Regions from separate parts of the Macaca mulatta genome. Here all the other regions are linked to region 1. The links are chromatin contacts, called in public Hi-C maps. All regions are on one chromosome and are shown on one strand. The core of a region is the stretch at or near the end of the contact, and the rest is flanking DNA. Distances in the headings are between cores, read along the strand shown. Region 1 holds the start of DCAF16 (DDB1 and CUL4 associated factor 16). Region 2 holds the start of LAP3 (leucine aminopeptidase 3). Region 3 holds the start of MED28 (mediator complex subunit 28). Region 4 holds the start of LCORL (ligand dependent nuclear receptor corepressor like).

What was found. Hi-C and Micro-C count contacts between places; a contact is called where the count stands out from the background.
Region 2: a contact with region 1 is called in a Hi-C map of fetal cortex germinal zone, with 2.9 times the contacts expected there. The contact joins the promoter of LAP3 here to the promoter of DCAF16 in region 1. A contact is called at or near these places in 3 of 14 Hi-C or Micro-C datasets (CD4 T cells, blood and fetal cortex germinal zone).
Region 3: a contact with region 1 is called in a Hi-C map of cortical neurons, with 5 times the contacts expected there. The contact joins the promoter of MED28 here to the promoter of DCAF16 in region 1. A contact is called at or near these places in 2 of 14 Hi-C or Micro-C datasets (cortical neurons and fetal cortex germinal zone).
Region 4: a contact with region 1 is called in a Hi-C map of liver, with 4 times the contacts expected there. The contact joins the promoter of LCORL here to the promoter of DCAF16 in region 1. A contact is called at or near these places in 6 of 14 Hi-C or Micro-C datasets (CD4 T cells, blood, cortical neurons and 3 more).

Annotation. Positions count from the first base shown.
Region 1 is chr5:16,871,055-16,874,712 of T2T-MMU8v2.0, forward strand. DCAF16 (DDB1 and CUL4 associated factor 16) reads right to left here and starts at 2,377. Exons shown (of 3, transcript NM_001194742.1): 1 at 2,261-2,377. It overlaps NCAPG (non-SMC condensin I complex subunit G), which reads left to right and starts at 2,612. Exons shown (of 21, transcript XM_015138089.3): 1 at 2,612-3,000. The coding sequence starts at 2,890.
Region 2 is chr5:16,639,275-16,642,657 of T2T-MMU8v2.0, forward strand. It overlaps LAP3 (leucine aminopeptidase 3), which reads left to right and starts at 1,901. Exons shown (of 13, transcript NM_001260698.1): 1 at 1,901-2,009. The coding sequence starts at 1,908.
Region 3 is chr5:16,675,988-16,679,631 of T2T-MMU8v2.0, forward strand. It overlaps MED28 (mediator complex subunit 28), which reads left to right and starts at 1,629. Exons shown (of 4, transcript XM_015138086.3): 1 at 1,629-1,796. The coding sequence starts at 1,638.
Region 4 is chr5:17,083,524-17,086,981 of T2T-MMU8v2.0, forward strand. LCORL (ligand dependent nuclear receptor corepressor like) reads right to left here and starts at 1,493. Exons shown (of 9, transcript XM_078003176.1): 1 at 1,133-1,493. The coding sequence starts at 1,289.

The DNA.
Region 1 (3,658 bases), core at 1,127-3,626:
AATACTATAATACTGTGCTAGGAGTGTGTGAAAGCCAGAGAAATACTCATTAGAGGAAAATTGCTGACCTGAAGCCATACCATATGACCTTATTAGCACAACTCAGTCTTTATTAACTGAGACAGGAGAAGCTGTTGGCTTTTAATTGCGCTGTCCTCTAATATTTTTGCTATTTTCACTTCAACCAGATTGCACCTGTGAGATTACTAATTGGCTATACTTCAGTTATTATGTTACTCAGAAAATTTTTAAAAAGGCTCTTACTTTCCCATAATTGTTTTTGTTCTGTTTCACAGTACGGAAGTTAGGAAACATGTAAGCTTTAAGGCAGTATACTATGTTGTTTAAATTTAATCTAGCATCTTTAAAAAAATATTTTCAGATTATAATATCAAAAAATACTGAACCCCTCCCCCCATGGCTTTAACCATTGGAAAAAAAAAAACCAACAAAAACAAACCTAACCAAAATATAGTTAGGCTGACCTCTGGTGGCCAGATGTCTCATTCTTCTGTAACTGACAAAATGGTGTGATGTCTCTGTTGGTGAGACAGCCAAGTTGAATACAATAAAGAAATACTAGCTGGCTCACGACTGTAATTCCAACACTTTGGGAGGCAAAGGCGGGTGGATCACCTGAGGTCAGGAGTTCGAGACCAGCCTGGCCAACATGGAGAAACCCGTCTCTATTAAAAATACAAAAAAGTAGCCAGGCGTGGTGGTGAACGCCTGTAACCCAGCTACTTGGGAGACTGAGGCAGGAGAATTACTTGAACCTGGGGAGGCAGAGGTTGCAGTGAGCCAAGATTGCGCCATTGCACTCCAGCCTGGGCGACAGAGCAAGACTCTGTCTCAAAATAAAAATAAAGATAAATATTAGAAACGTCACAAAGCAAAATTATGGGCAACACAAATGTTACCACATTCTTATCTTAACTAGCAGTTGAATATCTATAAAGTTTGAGGAATTAAGCAGGAGAATGGATAAGGTATGGCATATTAATACAATGGAGTACTATAGCAACCTGTCTGTGTCGCAGTTTCCTCATCTTAAAAGAAGATCAAAGTTATCCTACAGGGTTTGTGAGCAATAAACAAAGTAAAGTGCTTAGAATGATAAAGGTCAATCACGTGCAAGTTACTATTATTAATACATCAATATGAACCACAGCAATATTGATTGAAAAAAGCCAGAGGCACATATAATTATTCATTTAATGGTTAAAACATGCAAAATAGTACAATATCCTCATTCAGGGATTTATTTAGTCATTAACATAAAAAAATGTGTCATTAATATATAAAAATCTGCATGGTAAAAGTTAACAGTAAATTAAGAAAATCCATTACTTCTTCGGAGTGAAGGTAATTCAAAAGGAGAAAGATGTACAGGTGGCTTTAGTAATGTTCTATTTCTTCAGCTGGCAGTAGGTTACTGAGGTGTAGGAGAGGGAAAAACGGCTTCCCTCCATCCTCCTAGGTTCTTTGGCTGGGTTACAAATTAACTTGACATAAACATTAACAAGAAAAAAAACCCGTACTTAACTACACATGCAGAGTCGTCCCACCATGGTCAGATGATTGAAGATTATACAGCATCCTACGCTACTCAAGAAATGGTGGTTTGCGGCTTTCTGGGGGATGGTTGGCCACAAAGTTGTGGAAAGGTGAGGGGAGGAAATAAACGGTGAATAAAAGTTGTCTTGATATGCAGATAAAATCTCCCAGGTAACAAAAATTATCGCAGAGCTGCCCTCTTCGTGATACAGATGCTTTACTGATGTATATTTCCTCTGTAGATGTAAATTTCTTTTACAACAGGACAGATTTTCAGAGTGACTCCTGTGTCTGCATTTTGTCAGAATACCAGCTCAAAATATACCCTAGAAGTATACTGTAGGGTGGCATATTCTGTTCTCCTACAGTCTTATTTTTGGATGGTGCATCCTGAGATCCAACAGAAATTCTGCCTGATATAATTTCATTTAAAATTTAAAAACCTAGTTTCTACTCTTCTTTGTTTTAACCACTACCCGAAAGACCTTTCCATTCTCTTGAGTTCTCCCTTAATACACTGTCCTTATGCCCGCTTGTAAACAGGGCCTCGACAGCTGCATATCTAGAAAGGGCAATAGCTAAGTTAGCCCGCACCCCCTTCGCAGCGATCCCCGGGCCGCCTGCACCCCCTGCGGAACCTCGCAGTCGGCTTCACCAGGGCAGGGACTAAGGCCTTCAAAAGACCGCATCCGTCTCCACTAACCTCGGGTCGCCCAGCTTAGCGGACCCAGCAGCGTCTCCCTTCTCAGAGGCGGCCGGGCCTCCGGGACGCGCTACGAACTTTCCTTTGTCGCCGTCTCTCGAAACGGAGCCCTCGTGTGGGGATCCCCCGCCCTCTGGCCACAAGGGAGGTTGTTATCTTCGGCAGATCTCCCGTTCTCACCCTTGGAGGATCGCTTCTTCTTTCTCGCCTCACGCTCAACCGCACTACCCAGCTAGGCCTAACACTAGCAACCCTTCCCCTCCCGCGGCTAGGCCACTCCACTCGGCTCCCGCGCCGACACTACTTCCGGCCGAGTCAAGGTCCCTCCCCCTTAAAAACGCCACTTCCCTCCGTGAAAACTGTTGGACAAGGTTGAAGCTAGACGCATGCGCCCAAAGCGCAGGGTGTGAGTTGGGTGGACCCATCGCTTCCCGCTCTCTCCTCCCAGAGCGCTTGCGGCAGTCTCGCGGGATTTTTCCCTCTCGCGGCAATTATTTGAACGTTCGGGCGGTAAAGACTCCCGGGGCTGTCAGAGAAGACTGCGGAGAGCTCTGCCTCTGGGTTGGCGGGCGGGCGGGCAGGCTGTAGCCGAGCGCGGGCAGGACTCGTCCCGGCAGGGTTCCAGAGCCATGGGAGCCGAAAAGAGGCTGCTGTCGATTAAGGAGGCCTTTCGGCTGGCGCAGCATCCGCACCAGAACCAGGCGAAGCTGGTGGTGGCGCTGAGCCGCACCTACGGCACGGTAAGCGCGCCCGGCCCTGGCCGCCGCCCCTCGCCCGCCCCGGCCCACCCTCTCTCAGGGGCCCTCCGTGGCCCTCGGGCTCGGCGCACCGTGACTCCAGCCTTGTTCACCTTCGCGACTCACTTCATAGGGACCACCTGAGGTTCGGAGAAGTCAGGGATTTACCCGAGGTCGCCTGCGCCCAGGCCAGAAAGACTCGGAAGTCTGGGCGTCGTTCACACGGGCCCCGCCTTGGCTTTTCTGAGCCGACACCCCCAGCCTCTGGGCGGCGTGGACCGTTATTCCTTAATCTGATTGTGAACGTGGAGAGAAGCATTTACGACCACCGAGGCTATCAGACATCAAATATTGAACCGCAGAGTGGATCCTGAATGCGGGGGTTCGGTGGTCGTTGCCCCTGGGGTCATCGTTCCCCGCCGACCGTCAAATGATTCTACCCTCGTCCCACGGTTACATTGAATCCAATCACCAAATACCAAATTAATCGTTAGGGCCTGGCCATTCTTATTTATGTACATTACTATTTGTTTGTTTTGAGTGGAACCTTGAGAAGACTAGAACAATTAATTTGGGGAAGCTGAATTATCTTGAGGTCCAAGAAAAATTGTAAGTAAACATCGCAGGGCTTTGAGGATATGAGATAGGATGTGCAGGTTAT
Region 2 (3,383 bases), core at 651-3,150, 230 kb before region 1:
TACTAAAAGCAAACAAACAAACAAACAAAAGCCAGGCCTAGTGGCACAAGCCTGTAGTCTCACCTACTTGGGAGGCTCAGGTGGGAGGATCACTTGAGCCCAAGACTTCAAGTTTACAATGAGCTACAATCGTGCCACTGCACTCCAGCCTGGGCGATAGAGCCAGACCCTGTCTTTAAGAAAAGGGTTTCTCTGGATGATGCATTGGTTTTCACTAAGGCACCACTCTTCCCAGCACTGCTCAGTCTTTCTCCACCCTTGACTCCAGTGTCTATCAACCATAAATAGCTTTCACCACCCCACCCCACCAGCTTCTACAAAGACTATCTATTGACTCCAACATCCACAATAAACGTCTCTTCCTGCCTTTCAAGATTCCCTTTAATCCAGCATCACTCTCTTTGTATAACTACCTCTTATTCCAGGCAGGCCTGATCTCTCCACCCCCAAGCCAAGCCAGCACCCTCCCACACATTCTCCTGACTCAGATCTCCACCTCAATCATCTATAGCATTCTCATTCTGCTGGCTCCTTTCAAGCTTTCTCTTTGTTTTTGCTTCTATTATCTGAAAGCCACACATAGCACCTATCCTGTTCTTTAATTATAGATGCTACCTGCACTAGACCTTGATCATGAATTCATTCAAACATATTATGAGCACCCTGTATTGGTTCCAGGGACAGTCTAAATGCTAGATCTAGGTACTCGCTATGCAGAGATGAAAAAGGCATGGCTCCCTAGACGACTGGGGGGAAACAGACAATAAGAATGAAACCACCTTTGCAAATATTATAACTAAGAATATTATGACAGCAGGCCGGGAGCGGTGGCTCACGCCTATAATCCCAGCACTTTGTGAGGCCAAGGCAGGCGGATCACGAGGTCAGGATTTCGAGACCAGCCTGGCCAATATGGTGAAACCTCGCCTCTACTAAAAACACAAAAATTTGCCGGGCACAGTGGCTCACGTCTGTAATCCCAGCACTTTGGGAGGCTGAGGCGGATGGATCACCGGAGGTCAAGAGTTCAAGAGCGGCCTGGCCAAGATGGCCAAACACTGTCTCTACTAAAAATACAGAAATTAGCCAGGCGTGGTGTTGGGCGCCTGTAGTCCCAGCTACTCGAGAGGCTGAGGCAGGAGAATCTCTTGAACCCGGGAGGCTGGGGTTGCAGTGAGTCAAGATCGCGCCATTGCACTCCAGCCAGGGATACAGGAGGGAGACTCCGCCTCAAAAAAAAAAAAAAAAAGATTAGCTGGGCGTGGTGGCAGGCGCCGGTAATCCCAGCTACTCCGGAGGATGAGGCAGGAGAATCGTTTGAACTAGGGAGGTGGAGGCTGCAGTGAGCCGAGATAACTACATTGCACTCCAACCTGGGCGACAGAGTGAGACTCCGACTCAAAAAAACAAAACAAACAAAAAAAACGAAAACTCAGTAGGAGTGTCTTACTATTCAGCAACTTTGAGAACAAGCTCTGGCACTCAGTTCTTATTTCCCGGGAGTTGCCCAGCGCTCCGCCCACACCCGCTCTCAGAGCTCTCCTCGCCTCCGTCCCACCCATCGTGTGACGTCACCCTCTCGGTCCCGCCCCTCTACTTCGCGTTCGTCCCGGGACTGTAAACCGCGTCCGGAAGCCCCGCCTTTTCGCCCCCGCCCGCATGCGCACGCGCACACGAATGCGGGCGCACCCTTGAGTCCCCTCAACAGCCGCGGGTTGGTCCCAACAGTCCAGTCGGCCGGTGCTGCCCATCCGCCCCACCCCCTAGACGCAAGTCCGCTCGCCGGGCGCCCGAGCCCGTTCGCGCGCGCGCCGTCTGCACCCCGAAAGCCACGCCCCCAGGCGCGCGCCCGCCCACCGCTCTCCACGTGCTCGCTGGAGGGCGGCGCGAGGGGCTGAGCCGACAAGATGTTCTTGCTGCCTCTTCCGGCTGCGGGGCGAGTTGTCGTCCGACGTCTGGCGGTGAGACGTTTCGGGAGCCGGGATCTCTCCGCCGCAGACATGACGAAGGTGAGAGGCGGCGGCTCGCTCTCGGTGCGATGCTGGGGCCATGCCCGTGGGCGACTGGGCTGCTGGACGGGTCGAAGCTGCGGTGTGCGGGGCGTCCACGCCAAGTTGCAAAAATCAGTTTAAAAGAAAAATTCTCTCCTTGCGGGGATCGGCCTAGGCCGCTGAGGACCCCAGCGATCGTATTGAGGGCGCGCTTCCCGTTTGGGGTGAGGGGGTGATGGCTGTAGCCGCCCTTTACCTGGCTCCGCTCGGCCGCGAGCTTGCTCCGGTTGTCACCCGCGGTCCTCGCAGTAACCCGGGGAAGGACGCAGCGGTGGGGCCCCCACCCGAGCTTGGGGGAGTTTGCCAAGGTGAAAGGGTTTCTGAGGTCCCAGAGTCACAGGGCTCTTTCCCCCGCGGAAGTGAAAGGTCAGGGAGTTAAGTGGTTTGGAAGGGTTTCTAGAGGAAATGCATGTCTCTCTAGAGAAAAGGGCTTTGCAGAGAGACCCACATTTCCCAGAATTAAGAGCACCTTCCAGAAGAAAAGTGAACTCCAAAAAATTACGAAGGTCGCTCGTCAGATGTGAAGGATCTGGAAAGGGAATGACTCTCGGAACCAGCACAAGCTTGGGAGTCACACCTGAGCACCAGAAAGAGATGACTGTCCCTGCAGAAGAACGTTCTAGGTGGAGCTTGAGCTCCAGTCTCCTGCAGGTATCTCAGTGGCTAAGGGACCAGTCGCCTGACCAGTGCTGTCTCGGTACTGTGCCACAGCCTACCCAGATAACAGTTGCCCAGTTGGCTTGATTCCCGGGGAGTGAACAATCTTAGGAAAGTTAGAACCTGGCAGAGTTAATAATGCCAAGGAAGGCTGTTGTCTTGGGTGGAAAAGACCGAGAGGTCACTATTCTGAGTGTCTGTGTGGTTTTGTGGAAAGACCAACTGATGGGTGGGAAGACATCTGGATTCTCACTCAGTCCTACTACACAGGAGCTCCTTTGTCAAATTAGGTTTCAGTTTCCTTATCGGTCAAGAGGGAATGAGACTACTTGTTCTTTCCACCTCGCAGAATTGCCGTCAGGCAGACGAAACATTTTTAAAGTCATAAATTGCTGTGCAAAAGTAAATACTAAGTATTACTAGGTTTACTTCCTCATTTCTGGTATTTGAGACCTGGGACTTGCAAAGGAGAAGAAGGGAGTGAGCCGCTAAGTGCTTAGCAGAATGCTTCTACCCTCTCTAGGAAGTTGGTACTTCTCTTACAGCCTCTATGTTGACCGCAGTCCTTACGTGGCAACAGTCCTTATGATGGGAGGCACAGCCATTGCCTTGATTGGAACGGCATCCTAGGATACCTGGGATTTGCACTTGAGGATTGTAGGAGAGGAAAATCTT
Region 3 (3,644 bases), core at 379-2,878, 200 kb before region 1:
AGGTAAACTGGATATTAATGAGACTTGAAAGGCTGGGCACAGTGGCTCACTCCTGTAATTCCAGCACTTTGGGAGGCCAAGGTAGGTGGATTTCTTGAGCCCAGGACTTCGAGACCAGCCTGGTCAACATGGCAAGACCCCATCTCTACAAAAAATTAGCCAGGTGTGGTGGTGCAGGCCTGTAGTCCCAGCTACTTGGGAGCCTGGGACGCGGAAGTTACAGTGAGCTGTGATTGTGAAACTGCACTGCAGCCTAGGTAACAGAGTAAGAAGACACTGTCTAAAAAAAAAATATATATATATATATATATATATATATATATATATATACTTGCTAAAAAGTAAAATGCCATTATTTTTACTAATTTATTCCTTATTTTAAAAAATAGAGTATTAGTTTTAATAAAGATTATTTCTGTTAATATGTAATGAATTTATTATTTTTTAATGAATTGATTTTTTAAAGTCTCAGTTTTAACTTATCAGATAAATACTAGCAGACTTAACTCACATAAACAAAAACTTTGGGATCCTCAATAATTTTTAGGAGTGTAAAGGGGTCTTGAGACCAAAACTGTCTGAAAACTGCTGGACTTGTTTCCTCCTGGCAGTCTCTTCTGGTTTTTTCAGTGATCACGTATTTATTATGTCTATCTATGCCAGGCACCATTCTAGATTCTGGGGATACAGGTGAATAAGACAGGCAGGCTCTGATGTATGTATAGAACTTATTTTCTAGTTGGCATGTGTTTGATAGAGAAGGAGGAGGGGGGTAGGTGATTTAGTCACTTTGGGAGGCCGCGGCGGGAGAATCACTTGAGCTCAGGAGTTGGAGACCAAACTGGATAACATGGTAAAACCCCTGACTCAACTAAAAAAAAAAAAAAAAAAAAAAAAGCCTGGCGCGACGGCACGCACCTGTGGTCCTAGCTACTTGGGTGGCTGAGGTGGGGGGACTGCTTGAGCCCGGGCGGTCGAGCCCTGATCATGACACTGCACTCCGGCCTGGGCAACAGAGTGAGACCCTGAGAAAAAAGAAAGAAAAAAAAAGATTAGCACAGTGACTTTCTCTTTGATGTAACCATAAACATCTAAAGAGAACAGTGCCGGCCACGTTGGGAACCTCAACAAAGTTGTTTCCATTATCCACCACCAACCAGAATTCAGGAAGAACTTTGCCTGTCTTGTTCCCGCTATAATCAATGACTCAACAAATGTTTGTGGAGAGAGTGGGTGACCCTCTCCTTTTACCAACGGTAAACAGCCCGCGGAAAGAAAAAGTGACTTAGCCAAAGTCTCTCCAGGCATTTGGGGCAGAGTCGGGACTAGCATAGTAGTATCTCGACTCTCGCGGGAGGACTCGCTCCACTGTAGTTATTCATTCCCCTTTCCATACAACCAGGTCTAATCCAGCCACAGTCTTCAATTCTTAAGCTAAGAAAAAAGGAAAATACATGTAAACTCTGTTTTGCGATAGACGAGAAGACAGAAGAATCAAAAATCCTCCCTCCGGAGGCGCAACAGAATCCTTCCACAGCGCGGTCCTGTCACGTGACCACGCATCGCACACCAGACACCTGACCTTCTGAGGCGGCTTCCGCGCAGGCGCAGTGGACCTCTCTTGCGCCATTCCAGACATGGCGGCTCCGTTAGGGGGTATGTTTTCTGGGCAGCCACCCGGGCCCCCTCAGGCCCCACCGGGCCTTCCGGGCCAAGCTTCGCTTCTTCAGGCAGCTCCAGGCGCTCCTAGACCTTCCAGCAGTACTTTGGTGGACGAGTTGGAGTCATCTTTCGAGGTAATATAAGACATGGGCGTCTTTGTCCCCAGCCTTTCCTTTTTTCTGAAACGTGAGCTGCGCGTACGCGTATCTACTCCAGGGATGCGAGCAACTAATTTACAGATAGGGAAACTGAGGCTTAAAGAACGTAAGTCATTGCTTTAGGCTTCCCCGTGGCCCGTATTCAATTCAGGTCTGCTGGCGGGGGCGCGTAAACTCGAGATTTCTGGAAATGTGGACCCGAAGTTTGCCTAAACCCCAAACTTGGAACCCTTCCAGATTCCCAGCCGGCTGCTGCCATCCCAACCGGTCGTCGGTCTCATCCCTGAGCACCGTTTCTTGCATCCCTGCATGTTCATTAAGCCTTTTCGGAGCTCAAAGTTTCACTACTGTGTCCTGTATCCTTTCCGCTGGGCTTCACCCTTAAACGATCCTAAAGAGACTCTTATGAGGGGAAATTGACTTCCTTAAATTACCAGGCGCAGCTTGGTACTAGGGGCCGAGGAAAGAGGAATGGTGGAGGTTAGGGAGCGAGGGAGCCACAGATGACCCAATCTCAGTTCTGCCCAAGGAGTTTACCTTGTAGCGAGAAAGGTGAACTGTGTATTGAGGGAAGATAGAGAGGTGAAAATAAGTGCTCTGGTGATTTCCAGTGGTCTTTAAAATGGAAGATGAGCTATTCCTGTCTAGTAATAAAGTAACATAACTTCAAATTGGAGTTAACTTTTCCACATTTAAATCCCAGTTTTGTCCAGCGCGGTGGCTCACGCCTGTAATCCCAGCAGTTTGGGAGGCCGAGGCGGGCTTATCACGAGGTCAGGAGTTCGAGACCAGCCTGACAAACATGGTGAAACCCCGACTCTACTAAAAATACAAAAATTAGCCAGGCGTGGTGGCGTGCGCCTGTCATCCCAGACACGAAAGAGAGTGAGGCAGGAGAATCGCTTGAACTCGGGAGGCGGAGGTTGCAGTGAGCCGAGATCACGCCATTGCACTCCAGCCTGGGTGACAGAGCTAGACTCCGTCTCAAAAAAATAAAATTAAATTAAATAAAAATCCCAATTTTGTGACTTTTAATATTGTATCTAATAGCACCGTGGTACATTTATAATTATAAATATGTAATTTGTAAGCGATTGTATTATTCAGACGGCATGGACAAAATGCTTTTACTACACGGATGTACAAAGATTTAGAAATAAATGATTTGAGATGGAGTCTCACTCTCTCCCTCAGGCTGGAGTGCAGTGGCAGAGTTTCGGCTCACTGCAACCTCTGCCTCCCGGGTTCAAGCGATTCTCCTGCCTCAGCCTTCTGAGTTGCTGGGATTACAGGCGCCCGCCACACGCCCGGCTAATTTTTTTTATTTTTGGTAGAGACGGGTTTTCACCATCTTAGCCAGGCTGGCCTTGAACTCCTGACCTCATGATCCACCCTCCTCTGCCTCCCGAAGTGCTGAGATTACAGGCATAAGCCACCGTGCCTAGCCAGAAATAAATGATTTAAAGGACTGAGACCGTTTAGGAGGAGGGAGAGGAGGAGGAGGAGACGCCTTTGAGGTGATGGTAAGTGGTAAAGGAAGGGACTGGTGAGCTTTAGAGCAGCATCTAGCATTGTTCTTGAGGGGAGCTGGCTCTCTGTCCTGGGCACTTGTTGAAAGACTGGCCCTGTACAAATCTTAGCCAAAGTTGACTCCCAGCACCCTGCTGCTTAAAAACTTATAGTAGCTGCTTGTTGCTCTTGAGATAAGATCAAGATGTTTAGTGTGGTCTCCCAGGCTTTGCATGTTGAGTTCTTTCCTTCAGACTCATTTTCTTTTTTCTTTTTTTTTTTCCGAGACGGAGTCTCGCTCTGTTGCCCAGGCTG
Region 4 (3,458 bases), core at 243-2,742, 210 kb after region 1:
ACTACGCGCCCCATTCCATAAGCCGTTTTTGCCCCTCTAAGCCCACTAAACAAACCTGCTGGATAACAGCTCTATGCATTCGTCTCACTTAGGAAAAAAAAAAAAAAAAAAAAAGCGACTGCAGCAAGGTCGGGAGTCCCACCATTCCTGTCACCCTAAACAATCCACAGGGTGACAGCCCCAAGCCCAGAAGTTTGAAGCAAAACGATTCATATCCAACCAAAAAGAGGGAATTGCAGTTGAATGGGGATGGGAGGTGGGGAGGACGATGCGTGTGCGTGTGTGTGTGTGTGTAAGGAAGAGTCCATCACATGACAGTGAAAGAGGACCAGAGTCGTCGGGGCGTCCGCAAGCAGAAAAGGGGGGGAGGGTGTCGTTGCCGTGGCAACACCCCCCATCCGTCCAGACTTCCAAAGAGGGAGGAAGAACTTCAAATCCCAACCGTCAGCGCTCAAGCGGCTCCTTCTTAAAGGGGTACACACAGCGCCGCCGCCGAGCGCGAGAGGGCAGAGTTGGGCGCCCCCCGCCCTTCGGGCGACGCCCCCGCCGCCCCTCGCCCCCAGCCGGCCCATCCGCGGCCCCCGCCCTACGAGCGCCCGGGGGGTCTCCAGGTCCAGGTCCCCAGGAACTGGCCGCGTCTGCTCACCCGGCCCCCGGCGGCGAGAAGGGGGTGTGTGTGCGCTCGGCGGGGGCGCGGACCAGCCCGCCTTCCTCCGGCCGCCCTGCCCGCCCTGCCCGCCGGCTCCCCTCCGCCAGGGCGCCGACCCACCGGGCCGCTTCCTCCCTCCTGTCAGGGTGGACGGCTGGCGACTGCCGGCAGCGACGGGCGCCGAGGAGTTACGGGGAGAGCGCTAGCGGGCTGCTTCCGCGGGGGCTCAGCAAGCGGGTCCGAACTAACAGTTCCCGGGGAGCCCAAGAGCTGGGAAGGCGAAGGAGGGCGGACCGCGCCGGGCCAGCAGCCCGCAAGACAAAAGGCGAGCGCCGGGGCCGCCGCGCCGCGCCGCTCCCATCTCGCTCCCCCACCGAACTAACCCGAACGGGAGATTCAACTAAACCCCTCAGCCACAAACTCCTCGGGCTGCGACAGCCGTCGCCGCGCGGAGCCCGGAGCCCCGGCCCGCGTCTCTCTTACCTACACAGTGCATGAGGCGGTGGCGCCAAGAGTCGAGTTCCCGCCGGAATCCTCTCCTCTCCGCCGCGCACCGAGGGCTCCGGCACTGAGCGGCGGCGGCGGCGGCGGCGGCAGCAGCGGCGGCGGCAGCGGCCATTCTCTCTCTTCCCTTGTCCATCTGCGTCCCGCGTCACGCGCCCTCATTTACATACGAGCAGCGCAGGCACGAGGCAGGGGCGCGAGCCCTCGGCGCGAGCCCCGGAGCGCGCGCCCCCCGGAGGGGGGTTGATTGACACGTGTCACTACCTTCCCTCTGCCCTGCCCTCCCCCTCCCACCGCTCCCTCAGGGAGAGGCGGGGAGGGAGCCAGAGGAGAAGGAAGCAACCTGCCGCTTCCGCTGACCCCGCCTCCCCACCCACTACCCTCCTCCCCCTCCCGCTGGAGTTTACTCAGGCGAGCCATACCGCTCCCGCCGCCCGCGAAAACCCTGAGCGGGAGCGAGAGACCCGGAGCCCAGCCAGGAACCGGCGTGCTAGTGGAGCGGACTAGCAACGCCTACTTTCTGCCTTCACTACGGGACTCCGACAGTCCGGAGACTTCACTTCCCAGGCTTCATTGCGCCAGGATCCCGAAGCCGAGTTTGGCGCCGTGGCGCGTTGCTTGCCGGTCATTGTAGTCCAAAAGAAAGGATCGTTTCCCCCCCTCCACACTCGGGTTTGCAGGCTGGCCTGGAACTTCTCTGCGCCGCGCCGCTGGGGGTGCTGAGCCTGTCGCTCCCTGCGCCCGGGACCGTGCGCTGCCCGGGTGGCCGGTTCTGACCCGACTGCTTTAGCTTCCTCAGGCTCCGCGATAGAAGGGTGGTGGAAGCCGCAAGAGTTGTCGGCCCCTTGTGGGTTCAGGCTTCGCTTTGTGTTCTAAGTGCTGGAAACTTTCCGGGGTCTCTGTCTTCTTGTCACTCCGCAGGGATAAGGGCAAGTCGGTCATTCGCCTACATCTGGAATAACTGCCAAACGTCCTGAGAGAGATCCCGGAGTGACTTCGGTTTTCAAGGCGAAGAGATATCGGAAAGCGAGAATCCTTACAAGGACTAGGAAAAAGATGCGGGGTTTTTACACTGAAAATTACTTGCAGGGGACTGGGCGTAGCCGGCTGAAAACTGCAGAAGGAAAATTTTCTTTATAAGCTCCTGGAGGGCAGCGACCCACTGAGACCTCTGTACCGTGACATCTGTCACTCACTAGACCCTAGTACAGTGTGTGACGCGGGATTAAGCACTTTACAAATGTTATGGAATGAATTCTACGCCGTGCTAGAGAAAATAACTTCTTCAGAGAGAGCGAGAGAGGAATCTTATGTTTAAATACAGACTCCAATTAGAGTTTTTACTTTTGCACCAGAGCGATTGTGCGTTTGTTTCCGTATACGTGCAGTTGATCAAGCCGAAGCTAAGCCACCCAACGTTTGCTAAGAAGTACTGTGTATGTCTGGAAATTTATTCACAAGTCTGTGGGAAATATGTTTAATTCTTCTTGGAAATCTCATAAATTCTGAGTTCAGTACCACCTTCCATGTTTTGTGGCTTATCCTTAACCACCTTCTTTCTTTTTCTTCCTATGAGAAAGTATTTCTTTGCTCATTATGACTTCAGTAGTGAAGATGTAATTTTACATTTTCATAAGTTAAAAATAATAAAGTCTGAACGCATAATCACCTTTTCTAGAACGGTCACAATTGGAGTGCAGGTGAAATTACTAATGAAGGTGATCTTGGAATTGTCAGTGGATGGTTTCAGTTAACCACTTCCACTCATAATTGCCACGAGGATCAGCCTTTGCAGTTTTCCTGATCGCTTTTATAGTAATCTACATTAGTTAGGATGGGAAAAATTATGGTGCAGTAATAAATGATCCAAGAATCTTAGTGGCTTAAAACAACAACAAAAAACTATTTCCTGCTTATTTACATGTTCATCTCTGGGTGGCAGGAGGAGGGGGCTTCATTCCATGTGGAACGTCCCCCGTTGTGTAATAGGCAAAAGGAAGATGAAGAATGGCAAACTGGTTCTTCCTAAAAGTGATACAAGTCAGTTCTCACGTTTCATTGACCAAAGCAAATTATATGGGCATGTAAAAAAGGGAGCAGGGAAGTGCGATCCTATTATATGTGCAAAAAGAAGATAACCAGAATTTATTGGTAAATAGTATCAAGGATTACTGTGATCTATCTTTCTAGTCACCAGTTACAGTTCACTTTCTTTACACTACAAAATAGATTTGCTCCTATCACAAAGTGAGACAATCCAAAAGTTCTGTTCAGTAAAGGCATTAATCTCAAAGCCTAGCATCTC